4 separate regions of the Mus musculus genome follow, and all the other regions are linked to region 2. A link is a contact called in public HiChIP or PLAC-seq and promoter capture Hi-C data. All regions are on one chromosome and are shown on one strand. The core of a region is the stretch at or near the end of the contact, and the rest is flanking DNA. Distances in the headings are between cores, read along the strand shown. Region 1 overlaps Bcar3 (breast cancer anti-estrogen resistance 3). Region 2 overlaps Gm46822 (a long non-coding RNA gene). Region 3 overlaps Gm34119 (a long non-coding RNA gene). Region 4 overlaps Bcar3 (breast cancer anti-estrogen resistance 3).

The links. Promoter capture Hi-C pulls out the DNA fragments that hold promoters and counts their contacts. HiChIP or PLAC-seq counts read pairs in DNA pulled down with a chosen protein or histone mark.
Region 1: a FOXA1 HiChIP or PLAC-seq map of pancreatic cancer cells shows a contact between it and region 2. The contact joins two enhancer-like sites. A contact is called at or near these places in 2 of 484 Hi-C or Micro-C datasets (liver and nephron progenitors), 1 of 115 datasets of contacts at active chromatin or transcription factors (pancreatic cancer cells) and 3 of 9 other capture datasets (adipose tissue, embryonic stem cells and liver).
Region 3: a contact with region 2 is called in an H3K27ac HiChIP or PLAC-seq map of hepatocytes, with 2.6 times the contacts expected there. The contact joins two enhancer-like sites. A contact is called at or near these places in 1 of 15 datasets of contacts at CTCF or cohesin (the NIH/3T3 cell line) and 3 of 115 datasets of contacts at active chromatin or transcription factors (embryonic stem cells, extraembryonic endoderm stem cells and hepatocytes).
Region 4: a promoter capture Hi-C map of liver shows a contact between it and region 2, with 3 times the contacts expected there. The contact joins two enhancer-like sites. A contact is called at or near these places in 16 of 39 promoter capture datasets (the 3T3-L1 cell line, 3T3-L1-derived adipocytes, the C10 cell line and 9 more), 13 of 484 Hi-C or Micro-C datasets (the 3T3-L1 cell line, B cells, the C10 cell line and 9 more) and 3 of 115 datasets of contacts at active chromatin or transcription factors (bone marrow-derived dendritic cells, embryonic midbrain and pancreatic cancer cells).

The regions. Positions count from the first base shown.
Region 1 is chr3:122,512,671-122,518,273 of GRCm38.p6, reverse strand. Bcar3 (breast cancer anti-estrogen resistance 3) reads right to left here. Exons shown (of 12, transcript NM_013867.3): 7 at 5,271-5,603. Among named protein-coding and RNA genes, the nearest start is that of Mir7657, 26 kb to the left of the region's middle. Within about 2 kb of position 2,518, at least 43 of the 459 cell types and tissues checked have an H3K27ac peak or open chromatin away from gene starts, as enhancers often do. A contact at or near this core is called in pancreatic cancer cells, where this site is marked.
Region 2 is chr3:122,197,623-122,203,600 of GRCm38.p6, reverse strand. The region is part of intron 5 of Gm46822 (a long non-coding RNA gene); the gene reads left to right. Among named protein-coding and RNA genes, the nearest start is that of Gm40137, 11 kb to the left of the region's middle. Within about 2 kb of position 4,375, at least 83 of the 459 cell types and tissues checked have an H3K27ac peak or open chromatin away from gene starts, as enhancers often do. A contact at or near this core is called in hepatocytes, liver and pancreatic cancer cells, where this site is marked.
Region 3 is chr3:121,909,968-121,915,859 of GRCm38.p6, reverse strand. The region is part of intron 1 of Gm34119 (a long non-coding RNA gene); the gene reads right to left. Among named protein-coding and RNA genes, the nearest start is that of Gm34119, 9.3 kb to the right of the region's middle. Within about 2 kb of position 1,274, at least 40 of the 459 cell types and tissues checked have an H3K27ac peak or open chromatin away from gene starts, as enhancers often do. A contact at or near this core is called in hepatocytes, where this site is marked.
Region 4 is chr3:122,472,729-122,478,030 of GRCm38.p6, reverse strand. The region is part of intron 3 of Bcar3 (breast cancer anti-estrogen resistance 3); the gene reads right to left. It overlaps Gm34349 (a long non-coding RNA gene), which reads left to right. Exons shown (of 2, transcript XR_376033.3): 2 at 202-1,570. Among named protein-coding and RNA genes, the nearest start is that of Gm34349, 4.8 kb to the left of the region's middle. Within about 2 kb of position 2,125, at least 172 of the 459 cell types and tissues checked have an H3K27ac peak or open chromatin away from gene starts, as enhancers often do. A contact at or near this core is called in liver and pancreatic cancer cells, where this site is marked.

The sequences.
Region 1 (5,603 bases), core at 1,269-3,768, 320 kb before region 2:
ATGTGGTGATTGGAAACCACTCCCACGGCTTCTCCATAGAGGTTTCCCTGAAAGAAAATCTTTCTTCCTTCAAGCCAGCTCTCATTGCAACCCAATTCTTTGTTTTTCTCTTCATTGATTAAATTCATTCTTCCAGTTTCTTACAGTGTGAATTTTTTTTCTTTTTTTTCTTTTTTACCATCTCATTTCTAACGTGCATAACCACATTTGAATGGAATTGGCTGTCAGACCTGACTGTTTCTTAGTCTACAGCACACTGAAAGGTTACAGCGGAGTCAGCTGTATCTCTAAACTGAGGCCATGCTAGCTCACTGACATACTGCAGTGTGACCCTGGGAGTCAGGGGTCTAACCAAGTCTGGCCATGTGGCAGGCACCAGATGGTGCTCTGTGCTTCCTGTGGTGGGCTGTCTTCTACCATAACCATGCCAAGCCGTGGAGAGATCTTCATAATATGTCACACACAAAAAGATCAGGAAGTCAGGCAATTATTAAACCTGACCTGAAACTTCCGTAGCTGAGCAAGGCAACCCCTGTCAGCCCTGGGGGATGAGCTGAGGACCTGGCTGTCCAGTGGTGGCGCCCAGGACAGGATGCGGGATTCATTCTAGGCTCACCACTACAGGTACGACTCACCTTTCTCAAGAGCTTTGCTAAGGATTCAAATGACTGTTTGAGAGTACAAGCTGTGAGTCATTGGCCATGTGGAGGGGGCAATTCTGGCCAGATGTCAGGAAAGAGGTCCACCTTGACCATGGCAAGGCATTCCATACATCTCACATGTTTAGTCCATCATCCTGCCAGAGATTCTGAGCCCTGTTCCTCTTTGGCACGCACGGCAGCCCACACCCTCTGCGTAGTAAGCCTCAAAGGCTTACCACTGACACGCTTTTCTTCTGGAAGCACTAATAGGCATTCTGAGAGCAAGAAGCCCCTGGTCGGAATTAAGTGTCAATCACCCATCATCAGGTCTCTTTCCTGAGCTACACATACTTTCCAGGGCTGAGCTGGAAGACTGCGGGATGTTGAGCCCACCCTGGGGTCAAAGCTAAGTCCTCTGGGGATTCGAGGAGGAGGAGGATGTGTTTACTGTGGCAGAACAGGGTGGCAGGAACGTCCTAAGGCAAGACCCTCTAAGTCCCACTTGCCACCACTCTGTGGACCCATTCAAGACCCCTGGCCTGGCCCTCCTCTCAGCTACCTAGAGTCCTAAAATGCAATCAGACCGCCAGGTCCAATCACTAGGTGTTCTGGCTCTGCTGTCCCCAGCACAGAGGCCTCAGACCTGAGCCCACAGGCACATGGGTTTGTTTCCCTAGCTTAATGGTAAAGCGCTATAACAGCAAGATCCTGTGTGAGCCCAGATGTAGAAACCTGCAACACTGAGGACAACACGCAGGTCCATCCCAGCCCACCCCAAGCCCCTCTGCTTTGATCCAGAAATGAATCCCATTTAGACCAACCCCTGTCCCCATAGCTTGTGACAGCACAGGTGCCTCCAAGCCTGCAAGACACGTTCTGCAATCACCTTGCCAACTGCTCAGCCTTCCAAAGTCATCTCGGGTTGGCCATGATCTCTAGCTTCAAGGCCTTGCTCAAGCCTAGGGAGTCCAGCCACTCCTGCTAGAGCGTTTCCTGGCCATGCTGTGGACCAAGTTCCTGTATCACATCTCCTCTCAGCCCATTCCCTTCAAACAGTAGGTCCGTCCAGGATAGACATGCCAGTGAGCCGGGCATGCAGCAGGTGCTCAATCAAGGTTGAACATGTAACACTCATCAACACTTCCTGCTTTACTCTGCACCAGGCAAAGTGCCAGGGCTTCAGATATGTTATCTCAGTCTTTACTGACCATCTGGGTAGGGAGTACTCCATTCCACAAATGGAGAGGAGAACAAGGGCCATGCAGCTGTTAAGGGACAATGGTGGGATTTGGACTCATCCCTAAAGGCCAAATGGGAGACTTCATTTCCACATTCAAAGACAGCAGGTGGCAGAGTGGCTGTGCTCCACCAGGACAAGTGAGGCACAAGCAGTGTCCACCTGTAGGTGGCACGGGCCCTGAGCTGGGGTGCTGGACACTGATGGGCTGCAGCTTCCGGTGTGCTCAGAACCACCCACTGTCCTGATGCCCTGAGTAAGCAGCTGTTCCTGAACCATGTGCTATGGGCACAAGGCCCCAGATGCTGCTCTATGCCTGCTTCTGCCTCCTACTTGGCTCCATTTCATTGATTTACAGTGGGAAAGAGTTTTCCTGTCGGAGACACTGGCACAGCCTGTGTCTGTAGCAGTTCTGGGAGAAGATCAAGGCACGGGTGGTAGAGGGAAGACTGCAGACTGCAGAACAGCCTTGCCCATGAGGCTAGGGTGCACAGAGCCAAGGCTACCTTCTCCCTGATTGCTGGGGACTCCCAAGCAACCTGTCTTTCAATGGAACCTGAAGACAGATCCAGGGAGGAGGCCCAGGCAGAGGACAAAATGCTCAGGGCAGGAAATGCAGGAGGAGGGCTGCATACTTGTCAAGTGACATCAGACTCGGGCTCTCCTCTGAAGGATGTCAACGGCAGTGGGAAGCTTCCAGACCTGTAAGGAGTGGGCAGGCAGCTCCTCTTTCTCTCCTAAACTCTCAAGCCCTCATATACAGCCAAGGGCCCACTGCCCCCCAGAAAAGGAGCTCTTCTGCAACTGCAGACCCCTGTGTGTACAAGGAGTTCCCTCCTGAGGCTTGTGGGTGGGCGGGCTCACACTCGGTGTGAATCTCACTCACCTCAGGCCTACTGGCATGGTGCTGAATGCTCAGACCCAGGGCCCAGCCTGACTGGCCTGCTGGGACAGGAACTCTCAGTCTTCTCTTGCCACCACCTGACAGTAGGTACGGATTTAACATGGCAAATTCTCTGCCTACCTGTGTGTTCTGCACAAGGCTGCCCAGCCACCAGAGTTAACAAGTCCTGTTCTTTCCCTTGGAGCCTGCTTAGCAGGGACACGCCCTCCTTCCTCTACAAGCAGGGATGACACCCTCAGCCACAGGCTCTGACCTACACTGGTCATCTAGTTAGCCTTCCAGTCCTGGAGTCAGGAAAAGAGCTCTTTCTACCGAGGTTATTCGGTGACCCTCCAGTTCACTCTGGGAGTCTTTTTTCAGCCCCCAAACCCCCTGCGGTATGGCTAGGAGATTAGATTTACAGCCAGGATTCCTGACACAGGAAGGAAAATCCAGCTTTTGAATAAATCTAACCTTTAAAACTCATGGCCTTCTCTGAGCTGAATGAAACAGGGCTTTAGATTTCCCTGAGGTCTTACCTATCACTCAAGTGCCCAAGTATCAACTGCTATATACCAGGAAAGTGGGCTAAGCCCAAGATGCCCGTTGTCTAAGGGATGCCAAGAGCTTATATACACAGATCACCTGCTCCTGAAGCAAATGCCCCTATTAAAAATGAGGATGGGGCTGGAGAGATGGCTCAGCAGTTAAGAGCACTGACTGAATTTCCAGAGGTCCTGAGTTCAATTCCCAGCAACCACATGGTGGCTCACAACCATCTGGAATAGAATCTGATGCCCTTTTCTGCTGTGCATGAAAACAACACTCATATATATAAAATAAATAAATAAATAAATAATCTTTAAGGAAAAAACCCCAAAGACGATAAGAATGTACATAGATATGGACTGAGAGTCAGGCTTGGAATTGTATCTATGTATAACAGTTTTGTTCTCAAATGCTAATAAGCCTGATATTCCACATCCCAAACACTGTCAGTGGTGAGCATTAGGAAGTGGGGGTTTCTAAAATTAGCTTTTCATCTTCTATTTCATTTTATGTGTATGTGTGTTTTGCCTGCATGTATGTCTATGAAACGCATGTGTGGGTGGTGCCAAAGACACCAGAAAGGGGTGTCAGATGCCCTGGACCTGGAGTTATAGATGGTTGAAAGCTGCCATGTAGGTACTGAGAATCAAAGGGGTCCTGTGAAAGAGCAGCCAGTGCTCTTAAGCACTGAGCCATTCCTCTAGCCTGAGTTTTGAGATATTTTAAATTCATTGTGTGTGTGTGTGTGTGTATGTGTGTGTATGTGTGTGTGTGTGTGTATGTATGTGTGTGTGTGTGTGTATGTGTGTATGTGTGTGTGTGTGTGTATGTGTATGTGTGTGTGTGTGTGTGTATGTGTGTGTGTGTGTGTATGTGTGTGTGTATGTGTGTGTGTGTGTGTGTGTGTGTGTGTGTGTGTGTACACATGTATATATGTCACAATGTGTGTACAGTCAGAGGATAACTTGCAGAAGCTGGGCCCTCTTTCAACCATATGGGATCTGGGGAATGGATTCAGGGTTTGGCTTGTCAGCCAGCTGTATATACCCGATGCGCCATCTCACTGACCCCAGAAACTCGATTTTGTCGGATTTTATCTTTTCTTCTAATCTGCATCTTACAATTTTTTTAAATATTTATTTATTATATGTAAGTACACTGTAACTGTCTTCAGGCGCTCCAGACGAGGGCATCCAATCTCATTACAGATGGTTGTGAGCCACCATGTGGTTGCTGGGATTTGAACTCAGGACCTTCAGAAGTGCAGTTAGTGCTCTTAACCACTGAGCCATCTCTCCAGCTCCCTTACAATTTTTTTAACTTGAACAATTTTTTTAAAAAAAAAATCAAGTTGAAGATGATTATCATAAAGATCATATTGGAAATTAAATAAATATACCATGTGTATGAGTATAATGTATGAGTATAATGGCTCTTAACCACTGAGCCATCTCTCCAGCCCCCTTACAATTTTTTTAACTTGAACAATTTTTTTTAAAAAAAAATCAAGTTGAAGATGATTATCATAAAGATCATATTGGAAATTAAATAAATATACCATGTGTATGAGTATAATGTATAAGAGAATAAAATAGTAAGGGCCCTGTCACTCCAGCAACCAGGCTTTCTGTGGTCCTCCTTCGCCCCCAACTGTTCCAGTTCTGACAGGGCTGAGGGAGTTCTTAACTAAGGAGGTAGAAGGAGGAGTCACAGAGGCGCTTATCTTTAGCAGGTTGGGTTCAGGGGCAGGTCTGCCCTCCCTCTGTCCAAGGCAAAGTTTACCAGTTTCCTGCTGGGCAAAGGTTGCCCTGACTGGTGGTTCCCACCCTGCAAATAAATCCCACACCTGCGTTACTGTCTGGCTTTCTCCCCTATGACGAAGCATCGACCCAGCAAGGTGCGGTGTGGCCAGGTAGACCTCCTTAAGAGTAATGGAATGGGACAGCCACAGAACACTAACCTTGCAGTCCACGCTCAGCATGTGCTGCGCAATGACCCTGGCATCGTGGTTGGTGAACAGTTCTTTCGCGTGCTTCAGCATGGCCGTTTCCAGGGGTTTGTTCTCTGGAGGAAGAAGCTTGGACTCAAAGTCATTGGGTCTGAATGACGACACGGTCTCCATGAGAGGTGGCACAAACTTGGTCTTGTCCTCCTGACCTTCATCCGTCTGCACTGCCAGTGGATCCCAATGTCTCGCCTGGTCATCCCCATCAAGGATCATGTAGTTGATGCCAGAGTTCCGGGGACCCGATGGCCCATTCTGTTTGGCTGTCAGCAGCATCTCGTGGCTGTC
Region 2 (5,978 bases), core at 3,126-5,625:
GCGATGGTGTACTCACATATATAAAATAAATAAAATCAAAGTTCTGCCCACCTTCAGAAGAGGTGGGACCTACTGTGGGAGAGTCACATGAGGCTGAGCTCTGAGCATCAGAAGTCCTGGAACTTGAAGTGGCTGAAGGTTGGGAGATCGAGTAAGATCTTACTGATGGGATGACCAGGTTTGTAAAACTCCATGGTATAGGCATGTCCATACTGTGGCCCATGGACTGCATGTAGCCACAGATAGCTATAAATGTAGCCAAACACAAAACTGTAACTTACTTAAAACATTATGAGGTGTTGTTTTGTTTTGTTTTGTTTTGTTTTCCCTTCTATTTGGTAACTTGATCACATCGTTCTCTGGTGTGAAATTTAAAAATAAGTGATGTGGCAAAGGGTTAAAAACTTCTGGTATGCAGTTTCAAAAAGTGGACGTACAGGCTTGGTTGTATTGGCTAATACAAAATATTTATCAGTATATTTAATCATTGATGGCAAGAACCTAGACTACATTAATCCAAGTGGGTTCGGCTCTCTAGCATGGTAGAATTGGTATTTCAGGGTAAACAGCACTGTGGCCTGCACCCAAACATCCCCTGGACGTGTGTTAACAAGTGTAGGTTCTGTCCTGCTAGGAGCTCCCGCAGCCCAGACCGCTCCATCCGCTCCAGACTCTGTGCTTCAGCAGAGTCCATCCTCCAGAATACAGAATCCCCTTCAGAGGATCCAGTGTCAAAGCTCTCCCAACCAGCAACCTTCACTGCATACCTATTGCATACCTATTACATTTATATTTGGAATATAAAAGATCTAAAAAGAATAGTTCAAGACCACTTCTCAGAGGCCTCTTGTTAGCAGATTTCCTTTCAGAGGCAGTCCTAAACCTTGCTGCCCTGGAGCCACAGAGGGTTATGGGAGGATTATCAAAGGATTAGGGCCTCTTGCTGAGCAAGCAGGGACTCAGGGAACTTCCTGCCAGAGTGACTTTTCTGAAACAGATCTGATCATGCTACCTACAGCTGTGTTTGGAAAGTTACTGCCCAGCCATTCAACACAGTTTGAGAAGTAAAGTGCACTGGAGGATAAAGCCTGGCTGCAGAGCACAGTACTCAGAGCCTAGCAGGGTGTGGATCTTTGTCACCCTCTCCTCTGTTTGCTGGAGGCACCGGTGAAACCCATGTCTCTGTGTCTAGCCACACGATGCACCTCAGAAAACTTGTCTGAGCGTCTTTCTTACTCTTGTGGTTTAAAACAGCTTCCGTGCCATCGCCCAGTCCCCCCCCCCCTCTTGTTAGTCTTTTGTTTTTAATAACAGGCTTAGCTATCCATTTCCTCTAGATTAGGTGTGTCTTCTCCACTTACCCCTTACACACACAGGGAATCATAACCATTTGGTCCATCCTTCCTTCCTTCTCCGGCTGGACTTTACGCCCCACAGAATGAAAACCATGTCTTTCTGCTTCTTGGCCCTGAGTAAGAGCTTAGCGAGAGGTACGGATGAATCAAGATCTTGTTAGAGGCCCCAGAGCTTTGTGATCTCAAATTCTGGTCTCTAAAAGACAAGACACTAATACACAAGAAATAAACACAAGCTATTGGAAAAGCCACGTACAGTTTCTGGAGATTAAGCTGAACATAATGTTTGGAATACATTACAAATAGAGGTGTTATTAGCAATAAAGCCATACTCAGAACCAATGGTTGACAGAAAGCAGGGGTCTGATCAACACTAGTAAAAGCACTGTGAATTAAAGTTCTTAGAGGGATGAGGGTGGGGTGGGATGGGGGAGGGGAAAAGCTACAAAAAGATTCTCTGAGGCCAAAGGACTAAACTTCTTTATTATGGAAAAGAGTAGAGTCCCTTCTGTGGCTTGTAGCCCAATGGGAAAGAGAGAGAGACAAAGAGAGAGAGAGAGAGAGAGAGACAAAGAGAGAGAGAGAGACAAAGAGAGAGAGACAGAGACAGAGAGACAGAGAGAGAGAGAGACAGAGAGAGAGAGGCAGAGAGACAGACAGACAGAGACAGAGAGAAACCTAATTGATTTTGTGTGAGTACCATCTTGAAATAAATATAGAAGCATGCCTCATCCAAAGGAAATGGTAGTTAAGCCAGTTGTTAAGAACAAAAGAATAATAGCAAGAGAGAGTGAGGAGGAAGGGGGTGGTGGAGGGTCTTGTAGATAGACAGACAAACTGGCAGGCTTCAGGAGGTATGCTGCTTGGTCAGAAGTGGAAAGTTGCAGGCCAGAGCCACAGTATCTTGGGCCACTTTAAATCCTTCCACTGTCCACCTCTACATCAGACTTAGCATCCTTGTGACTGTCGAAGTCTTCAAAATGTATTCCTAGGAAACTAGCGCTTTGCTTTCCACAGTCCACAAGCTAAGAATGTTATCAGATGGTGTCTGCAATCGAACAGTTTCCCCACTTGCTGTGCTCTACCTACCCGTGGGCCCCACTCATATATTCTGAAAGTCCTTTGATTTATGACTTTGATCTGTAACTAATGAATAACATCTCCCAAGAAACCTCTTCCACTGTGGAACACGGTATCTGAGAAGCCTGATCCTGGGCGGAGATCACTTATATTTGGCTCCAGAATAAAATCTTTTATTCCCTTCAAGGTGAGAGTTGTGAAGACTTTGTTTTTGTTTTGTTTGTTTGTTTGGTTTGGGGTTTTTTGTTTTGTTTTGTTTTTTTGTTTGTTTATTTTTTGTTTTTTTTTTTTTGCCAAGGGGGCAGTGTTCCTACGACCATTAATCATACCAAGTTCTGAAGCAGTGAGCAGCCATGGTTACATAAAACACCATCACCAAGAGTCGGGGCTCAGACAAAATTTGGGCCAAGAACGGTGAAGAAATGAACAAGGCAGGGCCGGCACTGCTCTGCAGGGCCCCTGGGCGAACTCAGCAGAACTCCTAATGAGGGTTATAAAGAAGGCCTTGTTTGGGGCTGTCAATTAACCTGAAGATCTGGGTGAGTGTTCCTGGCAACACATCTCTCTGGGTAGGAAGGCATGTAGGTTAAGAGTCTCTTGGGAAAAAAACAAACAACAAACAACAACAACAGCAACAACAAAACAATCCCAGCCTCCTCTCTCTGACTTGCTATTGATCATTTACAAAGCGGCCACCACCCTTCTTGCTGCTCTGACTGACCATAAACAGTTCTTTTTTTCTCCGTTGCTTTCTTGAAATGAAGTCGAATCATGTAATGGCAGGCCAGTGAATTCGTTGGTGTGAAGCCATAGTAACACTCATAAGGCTTCAAGCCTTTCTGGGGTCTGCAAGAGCCCTGAGAGGAAACATCTCTCTGACCTTGCCCTAAGCACCACCTCCTGTTTTATTTATCAGACCTTTGGATCTTAGCTGGACAAAGCCTATGCCTGCCCTCTCTGAGTTGGCCGAATCTGCTCCCAGAGGCACGGGCATTCTTAGTTAACTCCAAGAGTCTCAAGTCTCTCAAAGCTTTTGTGGATCTTTTTGTCTTGTTCTTCCATCTTGGCCTGTATCTTCTTGTCTTTTCACATCATGCAAAGGTCAACCGAGACAATGCATACTCCATGGATTTCTGGTGGAATTATGATGTCTCGGGACCCCATGAAAGCAGATGTACCTGCCCTTGGTACCCGGTTCAGTATCATTTCAGCTTTGTTATTCATCCTACCCTACCCAGCCAGTCCCAATGTTTGTTTCTTCCCAGCTTTGTGAGCGCTGCCACTGTTCCAGCCTCCCCGCTCCCTTGCTGTTGAAGGAATGCCATGCTTTTGTGCAGAGCCTGACTAGTAAGCACATGTAGTGTTGGCCCTCCTTCAATTGCTGCCTGTTTCTGCCATTCTTTCTCATTAAAGGAGAGTAAAGTGTGAATGTGGGCTGGAGACAGGCCTGGGGCTGTTAGGACCTGAGTCTGACCGTGGCTCTGGCATTAAGTTTCCTTTTGCCCTCAGGTTAGTGAGTGTGTGTGTGTGTGTGTGTGTGTGTGTGTGCATATTTTTGCTGGTTCTAATTAGTAGCTTATATTGTTTCTTGAGAGCATGTTAAATATTGCTGAAAATGCTAACTATTGAAAAAAAATCCTTAACCATATAGATGTGTTCTTTGGCAATTTCCAAATCCTTTTGTCTTTACCTGGTTTTGTAACGGCCAGGGCCAGCTATCTCCATTTACATTTGTCTGAGCACCTTCAACTAGCCAACTCACTTTTCCATAGCAAAATAGGATCATCAGGCACAGACATTCATTTATGGTGGCTGTTTGAACAATTCACCAGAAAATCCAAGAATGTGGTTATGAAAGCCAAGGCCTGTTGCCAAAGGGTGATTGTATATGTGTGCACTGCTGGTAGATCACGTGCTACGTTATGCAACATCTGACCGTTGATCCTTGGATGCCATCCAAAGAGTAGTTGGACGCCTAGAGAGCTGCTTATAGCTTTGGTGGGTACTAGACGCGTTTCCATTCTGTTTGTAAACAGTCTCTCTGCTGATATATCTGACAAGGCCCAGCTGGTCATCAGACCTGGTGATCTTGCTTATAGTGTCCAGGCAAAGTTCTCTAAACGGGCCAGGGAGGAGCCAGCTCCAAGTGTGCACTAGGAACGCTGGATGTTCCCAAGATCTCTATGGTATGCTGTAGGGCAGTGTGTTTTGAATGCAGCAACTTCAGCTTGCTCTGTTGGACTTGAACAAGCTAGGCAGCTCATTAAGAAAAAAAAAAAAAACCTTAGACATGTTACATTTAAGAGCATCACTTTGTGCAGAATGAAAGATCCATTTGTTATCAGATATCTCTCGGGATAAAGGCAGTTTGGAGAGTTCTACTCAACAATTTGGCAGGAAACAGAAGTGACATATAGAAAGATCCTGCTTGGAATCTTGTCAGCAGCTGATTTATTGGTTTGCATTCTATGATGGTTCATCTGCTATGATTGGCCAAGACTTAGCTACTTGTTAAAGAATGTATTCTCAAATTAGGTTACAGTTTGTCTGGGTATTTCTAAGTTATATTTTGCTACATGAGAAGGCAGCTTTGGGATAAGGGCAATGTGTCATTTGCTCCTCGGTTTTGAGAGACTGGTCAAAACCCTGTGCATCAGCACCAGTTTCTCTCAATTGTCAGAATGAATTCATTTGATTTCAGGATGGGGTATACATGGATTTATAATACCAAATTAATGATTCTATATGTTTTCTTCACATTTTTCCTATTTTTGTTCGTTTGGTCTTTTTTCAAGATAGAGTTTCTCTGTGTAGCCCCAGCTGTCCTGGAACTAACTCTCTCTCTCTCTCTCTCTCTCTCTCTCTCTCTCTCTCTCTCTCTCTCTCTCCTGTAGACCAGATGGACTCAAACTCACAGAGATCTGCCTGCCTCTGCCTCCCAAGTGCTGGGATTAAAGGCATACATCACCACGTCCAGTCATATTTTTTACCATCTTAATCATACAGACCATTATTTAACAAAGGATGGTGGTATACAAATCTTCAAGATTCTCAAGCTTGAATATAACATATCAGGGAGGCTGAGACAGGAGGATTGCCTCAAGGTGGAGGCCAGCTGGGGCTATATAGTGGGTTCCAGGACAACCTAAGCTACATAGTAAAATTCTATCTCACAGCATCTGCAAAACAACCAAAGTAAAATAAAGTAAAAATGAAGACTATTCCCCTACTGACGGAGTCTAACACACCTTCTTCTTTTCAAGGTTGGTACTAGTTTTGACTGTGGACAGCTGTGTGCTCTGATTATGGCAAATGCAATCATACACACAAACTGGCACTTTAGTCAGTGATAGGCCATGTATATGATGGTCTGGGAAGACTAGACTGGAGCTGGAAAACCCTTGGCACCCAGTGATCTCATAGTAAGTCTAAGATTGCAGCAGAAAACATTACTTACATATTTATGGTGATGCTGCTACAAACACCTCAACTCTGGGCCCATCAAATAAAAACAGAGAACCACAATTACGTAATGTACTAATA
Region 3 (5,892 bases), core at 25-2,524, 280 kb after region 2:
TTCCTATCTGTCATCCCTGCCTGCATTTGGAAGGCAGAAGTCAAAAGACCATAAACAAGTTTGAGGCTATCCTGGACTATAGTGCGTTCTAGAGGAGCCTGGTCTACCAGAGAGAACCTCTCTTAGAAAACCAAAACCAAACAACAGCAGCAAAAACAAAACAAAACAAAAAAACAAGAAAAACAAATACATTGCCATTTGTGACAAGAATAAAAATCTAAGGAAACAGAAAAGTAGAATTGGCACCCATATTTAATCTCATGAAACCCAACTCATAACACTAAGTTGATGGAAACAAAACAAATACAGCATTAAAAAAAAAACCTTCGAAAATAATAATAAAGCACAAACACAGGGCTTCTGAAACTCAGCCACGCCACATCCTCTGCTCCCATTTGGATGTGACACACTGTTTTAAATGGCATTGGGTGGAGGCCCAGCAGGAAGGAAGCATCGGATATTGCTGGAACATATCTTTGTTTGAGCAACAGCTAAATGAGAAAGGTCACCATTATGCTTTGCTTTCAAACCCTGGGTCTGTTTTGAAATTAGCTCTGAACATTTCACCACAGATGCTGATTTATAATCACTGAAGCTCATAATCCCAAAGCATTCATCGTTTTCCCCCTCCCTCCCCAGCGAGGTGAGGAGGGTACGTTTATTTCCTTGCCACTGTTTGGATCACAATATGTCAGGAGAAGGTAAAATGCCCTTCATTTATGAACTTCAGAATTCCCGGTTATACAAAATTGCAACAGTTAAGTTTAAAGGACATCTAGCTTTCTAATTTCCTCTGTAATTGGGGGAGGACGGGGGATGGGGACTTGTTAAACTCATTGCCAGTGTTGGAGATGCAAGGCTCTTTAGCTATTGTTTCTCAACATTTATTGCATTCTTGTGCTGGATCAAGCACAAGGCCCGGAGATCCTAAGCCAGGCTAACTTTCTTTTGTGCAAACCGGCAAGTCCTATAAACTCCAGAAGCCCTCCTCCCAGGAAGGGCCGAGTTCCACCAAGAACAGTAGAAGCAGCTCTAGCACACATTCCTGGCACAATTTGGGAAGGGAGAACAGAAATCTAGCAAATCTCTCCGTTTATATTTTTGGTTTTCCCGGTTGGCCCCGCTGCTGTATTCCCATGTCTGGAGCACGTCCCACTGTGCGAACTGGAGCTCTCAGAATAAACGTTGGGAAAGGCTGGGTCCACCCTCCAGGGATAAGAGAGCCAGGGAAGGAGGAGGAGGGGGCAAAGGAAAAGGGAAGGGGACTCTGTCTTCCTGTGTTTGGATGACCTTTCCCTGTGTTTATCTGGAGAGACTGGGCAGCCACACTGTGTTTGGTGTTAGGCTGCCATGCGGCCTAGTTTTATATGGGCAAAGGACTTTTGTCTTCGCTTAGAAGGAGTGGGTTTAGCTCATCGAAAAACAGAGACAACAAAAAAGTTCACTAGGGTAAGGGCCTAAAAAAAGAAATTGTTTTCTTTAAAAATGTTTTTCTAAAATATTTATTAATTTATTTGAATGTGTATGGATGTTTTTCCCTGCATGCTGTGCACATGTCTGATGCCCACAGAAGCCAGAAGAGGGTATGAGATTCCCTGGAGCTGGAGTTACAGATGGTTGTGAGCCACCATTTGGATGCCGGGAATCAAACCTGTGTCCTCTCTAAGAATGATTATCCCTAATGGACTAGCCATACGTTCAGCCACAAGAAATCTTCCTAAAGGTTCACATTAGCTTGTGTCTAGCCGGTCCCCTCCTGTTCACTGAGATGGATCTACCTGTGTGTCTGCCTTCCTGCTAAGGCGCGGCTGAAGAGTGTCTTCCTTGGCCCAGATCTCTCCAGATCCTTTTTAGTTTAGTTAAACCTATTTAACCATTTCTTTATTTAGAAATGGGTCCAGCTACAGAGCTCGGGGTTGACCTTGAACTTAGGACGCTTCTGTCTCAGTCTTCCAGTGTTAAAACTGCAAGTGTGCGCCATCAGCCAAACCTTCAACTTTTAGCATCTATGAATTCCACAAAACACACACATGTACACATGTACATAGCGTGGGCCTATCATATTCATAAACCAATACTTAAAAGAAGAAGAAAAGCTGGAGAAATGGTGTTAGATAAACAATAGAAAATCCTCCTCCAATGGCCTCCTTGTGCCAGATGTGGTGACCGGCCCTAGACCTACATGGAGCCGGCTACACAGGGGGCGTGGACAGGCGGGAAGCAGCTTGCAGCAGATCTTTGTGCTCTTTCTTTAGCTGGCTCTGTGATTTGGACAAGTTATCTTCTTTAGCAAAAAATTTTAATGAAATATTTGATAGAATATTATCCAGGTTTAAGTGGGGAAAACAATTCCAAGACAGGCTAAAACACACATGACTATTGAAGGCATCCTAAATGAGATAAAGCAGTCATAGAAGACACAGACTGTATGGCTGTCCTTCTATCAAGTGGCCAAATTCAACAGATAGAAAACCCAACACTTGCTAAAGGTCAAAGGGTAAAGGAAATGGGGGGGGGTCACTGTTTAAGGGGCAGAGGTTCAGTTCACAGGGGTCCAGTTTACAACAGGAAACGTAATATGTGGAGATGACACCTGCATAACAATGTGAATGTAGCTGATACCCGTGAGCTACACTCTTAAAAGCCAATTATTTTAAATGGCAAGTTAGCAAAAACTTGTATTTTATTATGATTTTTTAAAAATGCTGCAGATAGCCTGGTACACAGCATACTGTGAACACGTAATGAATGCTCATAACACAAAGATCACTCCTCCCCGAACAGCCCCAAGGGTGGAACACCCGCAGCTGTGCGCTTACAGCAGCTGAAATGGGGCTTGAAGGTGATCACTTGCTGCCTAGTAGTTTCAAATATTGCTTTGATTACATTAAACTTCTGTTCAACAATGTAAGAGTGCTACATATCTCTGTGGTAGCGCTTAGATGCTGCTTGGGGTTACATTTCTTATTTGCAGGCTGAAACAACTGCAATTTCAGCTTCATTCCAGTTTTGAGGACATCCCTCCATTCTCTTATCAGCGGTGGCTGCTGCTGTCGCCGCTGCCGCCGCCGCCACCACCATCACCACCATCACCACCACCACCACTCCCTTGCTCCCAAGCAGCAAGCCTAGGGCCTCTCACAGGCTAGCCCCTCTTCTGTGTTCTCTGCATTCATCACATATGCTGATTTTTCAGATGGGTTAGAGTGAACACTATCCATTACGACCCATTTTGCACGTAGGAGGAAAACAAAGTAACTCTTCCTCCTCCTTCTCCTCCTCCTCCTCTTCTCCCTTCTCCTCTTCCTCCTCACTCCCACAGTGTCTGTCATTTGAATGCAATCCATACTGCGACTGCTTTAGTAGTGTTATCATTCCTGCTATTCATGTCTTAACTTCCACATCCAGCTTCTGGAGACAGCGATTAGTTCTTTAGAATCCCCTTAAGACCAGTTTAGTGTTGCATTGAGTAGCAACTTGCTAAAAACCCTTTAATGATGCTGATGCAGGAAATACGATTATGATGAGTGGTCCACACAGCCGTGATTCAGATTGGAGGCCAAACAACAACCCATGTATCATTTTCTTTCTTTCTTGTTAGAAAAGATGCTGGAACTTTTTCCTCATAGTTTTAGGTCAATTGAGGACATAAGGTTTCCTAGTCAGCAGGAAAATAAAAAAAGATCAAAGCTGGTCACAAAACAGATCTGCTGGTGGGCCTGTGTGCGAGGTAGATGTCTTTTACTGATAAAATTCTGAGGATCAGAAACAGGCAAAGGTGTTTATAGAGCCAGCAGAGATGAGGCCATGGGGTTTTTTCCAAGAACATCTTAGAAAACATAAGAGGTCATTTCAGGTCTGCAAACCGTGCCTGGTGCACAACCGTTTCATCTCTGCATGGGTGCGGGGAAACTCAGGTCTGTCCACCTTTCCCAGTGACACAGAGCCACACTTTCAACTCTGGCTCAATGGCTGCTCCTCTGGGAGATGTAGAAAGCAGGGCAGAAGCTCACCAGGAAGGTGATCCTGCTCAGGGGACTGGGACTGGGCAGCTAGAGCCCCTGCACACCAGTATATCCTCAATAGTGACAGTATGAGTGGCTGTGTTCTCACCGTTAGCTTCTGTCCTCTGAGTACTTTAAATATCGCCTCTTGGATGAGAACAGCAGCCGCATCTCTATGTAATAGGAAAACAAAAACACCGATGGATGAGGAGCAGAGGCAAGGCAGGAAGCACAGGGAAGGACCAAAAGCTGGAGGAATTTAAAGCAATGATCTGGGCCAATGAGCCATAGAAACCCATGGAGCAGGTAAATGTTACAAGTAGATTTACATATCGGAAAGATGAAAGAGACTCTTGTCACAGGTTCTTCTGGGGACCAGAGAGATGAAGACTTGAGCCAAGAACTTTGTGATACCAATGGATATAAAGAAATGAAAAAAAGATGTTTTCAGATAAAACTGGTTCAAGATTGGATGGAGAAAATGGGAGTAGTGGTGTCAAGATGAGCGAACACCTATAATGTGGATATTCTTTTTATTTCTCTCTCAGTCTGTGTGTGTGTGTGTGTGAGAGAGAGAGAGAGAGAGAGAGAGAGAGAGAGAGATTTGCGTGTGTGTGTGTGTGTGTGTGTGTGTGTGTATGTAACCAAACTGAAGAGCTTGCATGTACTAGACAAGTGTGCTATTACTGAGCTAGACTCTAACCCTCATTTTTAAAGGTGTGTGTGTGTGTGTGTGTGTGTGTGTGTCCATCCAGAACATGCATGTGGAAGCCAGAGGGCAGCCTCAGCTCCCATTCCCTAGCTGTTGTCCCTTGTTTCTGTGTGTTTCCTTACTTGAGGAAGGGTCTCCTGTTGGCTGGAACCCCCAGGGAATCTAGGCTGCTTGGCCAGTGAGGTCCAGGCATGCTCCTGTCTTCACCTCTTAAGCACTAGGATAACAACTGGGTACCACCACACCCAGCTCTTTAAAATGGAGGCCCAGGGCTCTAAACTCAGGTCAGATGTTGATGCCTTAAGGCTAGCACTTTCCTGTCAGCAGCCTCATCAGTGCCAAGCCCTGGATATTTTGAGATGAGATCTCGATCCTCTTGTCTTTGCCTTTTGCCTCCAGAGCACAGGGATTAAAGGCATGTACCACCTCACCCAGCCGCAATGTGAGCAGTCTACTTAGTGGTATGTTCCAAGACTACATTGATCTCTTATGTTTATTTTCACTGTCTCACCTCAAGATTCAGATAATGTGTTGTGGCTGACCATACATAAGATGCATGATAAGAGGCAGTTGAATGGGTGGTTGCTGGCAACTCTTGGATAACACAGTTACCACATCTGCCCACATGTTGGGTCAGTGAGTCTAGACTAAAATAACAACTCATTTAGCATTGCTGGGGTCCAGGTTTCTGTGGCTGAAGGAAATACAGAAAGTGTTCTGAACGCTGATGGGGACTGTGAAGAAGCAGCCAGAAGCCTTTGGAGAGACCATTCCACAACCAATGTTCAGAGTATCATCTCTTCTTGGTTGCAGTAGCTGAGCCTTGGGTGTCCTTGGGGTGTATACAGTTTCTTTGGGTCTTTCTGCAACCATCAGACAGTCAGGATGGGAGAAATTTGATGGGAATCAGCGGCATCCTGAGCCTGAAAAGCCCCAGAGAAAAACCTTAGAGTCATTCCCAGAGTGGATAGGGATTGCCTTGCTGAAGCCTGGGTTCACAGAAAAGAAAAATGTTAGCAACTATTTAATGTGGGTTGGAGAGATGGCTCAGTGGTTCAGAGCATTTACTGATCTTCCAGAGGACCCGGTTAGGTTCCAAGCACCCACATGATGGCTCGCAATTCCAGGAAATCTAGTCCCCTCTTCTGGCTTCCAACTGGCACTGCATTCACATGG
Region 4 (5,302 bases), core at 876-3,375, 280 kb before region 2:
TCAGGGGACTCCTCTAGATCCCCTGTAAGTCCCTGGGAGTCTAATCCATCCAGGGTGGTTCAGCATCTCCTTTGCCAGGCTGCCTCCCATTCCACAGTAACCATGCAGACATCACATGCAGAGCAAAGCTTGTTTCCATCATCTCTCCTTCTGGGTTTTCTCTGCTGTACACACTGCCTTTTCTTTCCCTCCTACTTTTAGTGAGAACAACATAAAGAGCTGACAGGCAACGACTACAGAAGAGGCACAGCGGTCCCTCTGCAGCGGAGCCTTCGGGGAGTGCCCCACCCCCATCAGGACCAACTGAGCTCTTTCCCATCTTACAGGCAATCTTACAGGCACTTCTGCAAATTGGCACCTTCCAAAACTGAGCCTGGAGACAGACATCCACGTGGCTCTAAAGAGACTCCGAACATGTTCCAGGCGTCAGTGCTGCGCCAGTAGCTAGCTGAAGTGACCTTGGGAGATGACTTGACCTCTCAAAACCTCAAGCTGCTCCCCAAACATACCAGGTGATTACAGGCAACGAATGATAACATTATAAAGCCTGATCCCCAATACATGCAAGGCACAGTCTGCAAATGTGAGTTTCCATTCCTCTTTGAAGAAAGGCACTAGAAACCATCCTCTGTCGCTGACAACTCTCAGATGCTGGGCGACCCGGACCTCTGTCCTCAGAGAAGGTGGACAATGACTGAGTCACTGCCGGACTGCAGCTGGTGCTGAGGACCCTTCTGAGTTTTTAAAACTAGAACTAAAGAGGAGATAGATGATCAAGAGTATTTAGCATTAAAAGTATATTTTAATCCTCAACTTCAAAACCTGATAATCGGAAGACATACGAAGGATCTTTAATCACACTTGCTCAGATGTCTCAGAGGGTCCCCTGCATCATCGTTATCTGATGAGCTGTTGATGGAAACAGGCAGGACACAAAGCCACAGTATTTGTCTCCATGCTCACCCCAAAGCCCATCTACTATTGGATACCCCTGTTCCAGCCAACCTGACTGAGTACCTATGGGTAATTCGTGAGATCTGGGTGATACCCCACCACCACCCCTGTCATTGTCCCTGTCTCTGGCTGCAAAATTAGACTTTAGTCTATGTTCTGACCTGCTGTCCTGCCAATCTCACTCCTCCAACACCTCCATGCTGGGTGGCTGTTGCCATGACAACCGATCTTTGGCTTCTGCTTAGAGTGCCCTGAGAACCATCTCCCAGGTGCCTAATTTCTTCATACTGCTCTGGTCCAAATTTCTGGACTGTCTGATTTTAACTTATTTCTAGAGTCATGTTGTGTCTAGCCTCATGAAGATTGTGCCGTTCTCCCCCCACCACCACCACCACCATCCATGCTGTTCTAATTTATACTGCCTGTCTGTATTCCCCGGAGAAACTATTCTCTGCCTCCCCTAAGCCTGCAACAGCAGGAATCCACCAGTCACAGTGAGGATTGCTTAGGCACAGGGCAGGCAGGCACCGAGGGAGACCACACTCATTCCAACCCTGACAGAAAACAGTGGAATTAATCCCTTCGCAATAAAGTTTAGCTACCTGAATGAAAAACACTTCAGTAGAAAAATGGTCTTTTGTCAGTCAGAAACAACCTGGCTATTATCATCTGAATGAGACAGTGATTAATCCTGCATTCTGCCAAAACAGCACTGAAAATCAGTCTGTATTAGGAGCTCTTAACTGGGAGGTGAAGTATGGCTTCTATGATCCATACGAACCACTGGGTGATAATGTGCTCACTGGAGAAATAGGTTAGAGCTTATACTCAATTCCCAAACACTTAGGGGACCTAGAAGTCCCCACTGATTGGTTATCCACTTTTTAAAAAAGTAACTTAATAGATAAAGTGTCTGTGTGTATGCATGCGCGCATGTCCAAGCTTCCATGTGGGAATCTATTGTCTCCTTCACCCTGTGGGTTCTGGGGAATCAAACTCAGGTCAGCAGGTTTCATGGCAGGTACCTTTACCTGCTGAGTCAGGTCACCAGTCTAAGATTCAGAAAGGCTTTCAATAGCCAGTAGAAAGGAAGTGAGCAAAATAGCCTAGTGATCATGACTGGACCTGCAAAACACTTGTCTGGTTGCCATGGACACCGGTTGGCTTAGCAGGGCTGTGACTGGTAAGAGGAGGAGCCAGGCAAGCAGTGTTGAGACCCCTTATGGCTGTGAAGTAGCTTTCCCCTGTGAAAAAGACAAGCCCTTGTGCTCCTCTGGTGGGAGGGCCTTGTGTATCACAGTAAATGTGTAATATGTACAAGTCTGATCTCAGCAACCTCTTGGCAGCCACACATCTGGGGAGTGCATCTAGAAAGGCCATGGCGGTCACCCACATCTCTCTACCTCATTTCCTAGTGTGTGATGTTCCCAAGGGCCAGAATTTCTGCTGAGAATTCTACCAGTGTCTCGTTTAGCACACTAGGAGGGGGGCATCATTATCACCATGGTCTGGGCAGCAAGCAGTAGTTCTTAGAATGAGTAATGAGAGCAAGCCAGAACCTGCTTTATCTGATGTGCTAACAGAAGCATCACACCTGACTGCCAGGACCAGAACACTCTAATCTAAAGCAAATCCAGGAGGCAGACCTCCCCTCATCCAGTGACAGATAGTCCAGCAGCACAGGTTGAGGGTTCATCCGCAATGTCAGGGATACTGGACAACATATAACAGTCAGGGAAGTGTAGCTCATAGATTGGGGATGCTGAGAACAGAATCTCTGGACCAGGAGGCAGCAAGCCTCAGGTGTTGAGCACAAGCCAGGAACACCTCTCTGTGTATAGACCTCCTGTGCCCTTGGTGGGGAAAGGCCGGATCCGAAGGCTCTCTGTGAGAGACTGCATTGATCGGCAGCCAATGTCTTCACTTCCTTGATGGCTGCCAAGTACAACGATGTCTTCAGAAGTGACATCTAAAAGGTCAATATTTTCTTTACTTGGTGCCTAGGGTGAGGACAATGGGTTGTTTTTGCCAGTGTTCAAAGGCTAGTAGAATGCCACCAACCCCCACCCTGTCCCTGTGCACCTTACGGCACTCCTTCCAAAGTAAGTGGGAGGGCTGGGTGGAGGAAGGGGGAGGTACCAGGGTGAGCAGCAGGAATGGGTCTGGAGAGTCTGGATCATTATCTGGAACACTGTGTCTTAGGGCTGGGTCACTTGCGATAACAGATGTAGAAATCTTTCCAAGGCCACACAGGTGATAATCAGGTGATACACAGCTCTCCCAAGGGCCCACTTCTATCTCCTCTGTCACAGTGGCCACCACGAAACTATCCAGCCCATAAATAAACCAAAGAGAGTGAAACTGCAGAGAGCTGTGTACAGGTTTTAAGAAGATGGAAAAGGGTATGGGGAGGAATATCTGCAGAGTTTAGCAGTCATGTGTCAACACAGTATATGTGTATCCCAAGAAGACAGAGATAATTAGAAAAATAGCCTACTATGATCCTAAAACATTTATGGGGAAAAGTGTAAATACCAGATGGTGGTGTTGGAAATATGATCATAACAAATTCAAGAGACTAGTGAGAACGAAACCGTCTTTTAATATATAATGCTGCAGACAGGGAGACACAGCAGAGAAAGGGCAGAGACGACTGGTACGTTGATTTGGCATAAGAGGGCATCTTTAGAAGTTCCCTGACTAGGAGAACTTCCTGTCCTTTTCTCCCATTGGCTGGACTGACGAATAAGCCTGCCCCTTTTCTGATGTGGGCTCAGTCACTTAGCAGACTTCCTGTAACCTTACAACTCTCAGAGCTGGCAGCCCTAGAGAGTGGGGGTGGGGGAGTGTCTCCTGCCTCCTGCTTATCAGTGACTGCTTGTTGACAGCGGACCTAACAACCTAATTCAGTGCTTCTCAATAGCTCAGTTACTAGATAGCATGTGTCTTCACCCTTGCGAGCTGGATGTGTAATCCAGTCAGAGTACTGGACAGTGAGCTGTCTGAGGGTGAACATATGACCAACCTGAGATGAACCTGAGAGCTTCCCTGGGATTTTTCAAACTGGAATTGAGGAGGAAGCTCTCCTTTTCCTTTTGAATGGGAAGACCGGAAGGCTAGGCTTCCACTGTGTGATCCGTGCACAAAGCTGACCTGAGAAAACACAGCTTCTGCGCTGAGAGAGGCAGACACAAGAGACTAGCAGCCCTGGGGTGTTCTACTTCCCAGAAGGAGCAGCAGCAAAGACTGCTCCACCCGGGCCCTTCCCAGAAGGAAGTTTACTACTTTGTATCAACAGGTTAAGTTTACAGGATCGCTTATCCTGAGATTCAAATTTGAGATTAACCCAATCACCGGACCCTTTATCAAGCTTGGGAGTAAAGGAGATGGAACAGTGTGTCCTTAAAACTTGTTTTCCTAAAATGTTTTCTTAAAATGTCAATGACAATGAAGTTGAGCTTAAGTTCAAGGTGTTGGCTAGCACACCGTGTTGGGCACACCGCTGCAGGCTTGTGTGCCATCTCTGCGTCTGAGAGACGCTAAAAAGGAGCCGACACGGGCTGACGCTGCATGAAGCCATGTATATGATTTTCCCGGTTAATAACAGGGCTCTTCGCTGGTGCGTCAGCAGCAGGTGGAAATGAACGGTCTTCCTCAGTCTACTCCAGGGACTTACATGTGGAAGAACTGAGTTGTCCTGAGTTTTCTGGGATAGAGAAGACATGGTTTGCCTTTAGGGAGGAGAAGGAGATTGGAACTAGGATGTTCTGTGTCACTGAGTAGGAGTGTGACCTTTGAGCCATGCACAGCACCCTCCCAGCCTAGGCGCAACTGTGAACCAACATCTTACAACTTCCCCTTAGCAGGCCCTGGCATGATCTACTATCTTAAAACTTCTTGAGGACATTTTTAAATTTATTTATTTTTATTATATATAAGTACACTGTAGCTGTCTTCAGACACTCCAGAAGAGGGAGTCAGACCTCATTACGGATGGTTGTGAGCCACCATCACAACCATCACAAGCTGGGATTTGAACTCTGGACCTTCGGAAGAGCAGTCGGGTGCTCTTACCCACTGAGCCATCTCACCAGCCCCCTGAGGGCATTTCTTAAAGGCCGTTTGGCTATTGGACCAGATTCAGAGATCTTGCAAAGCCACCCACTTCCAGAAGCCAGGAGCCCCTCTGGTGGTCAAACCTAAGAGGAAAACTTGAAGGCATGAAATTGACACCATCTCCACACACATTCAGATCCCCCTTAGATGTGTTCTGCAGCTGGGGTTTCAGGGCTTGGAAGCCCCGGTTTTCAGTCGTCAGGGCCTTTGGGGAGTTCCTTCTCCCTCCCAC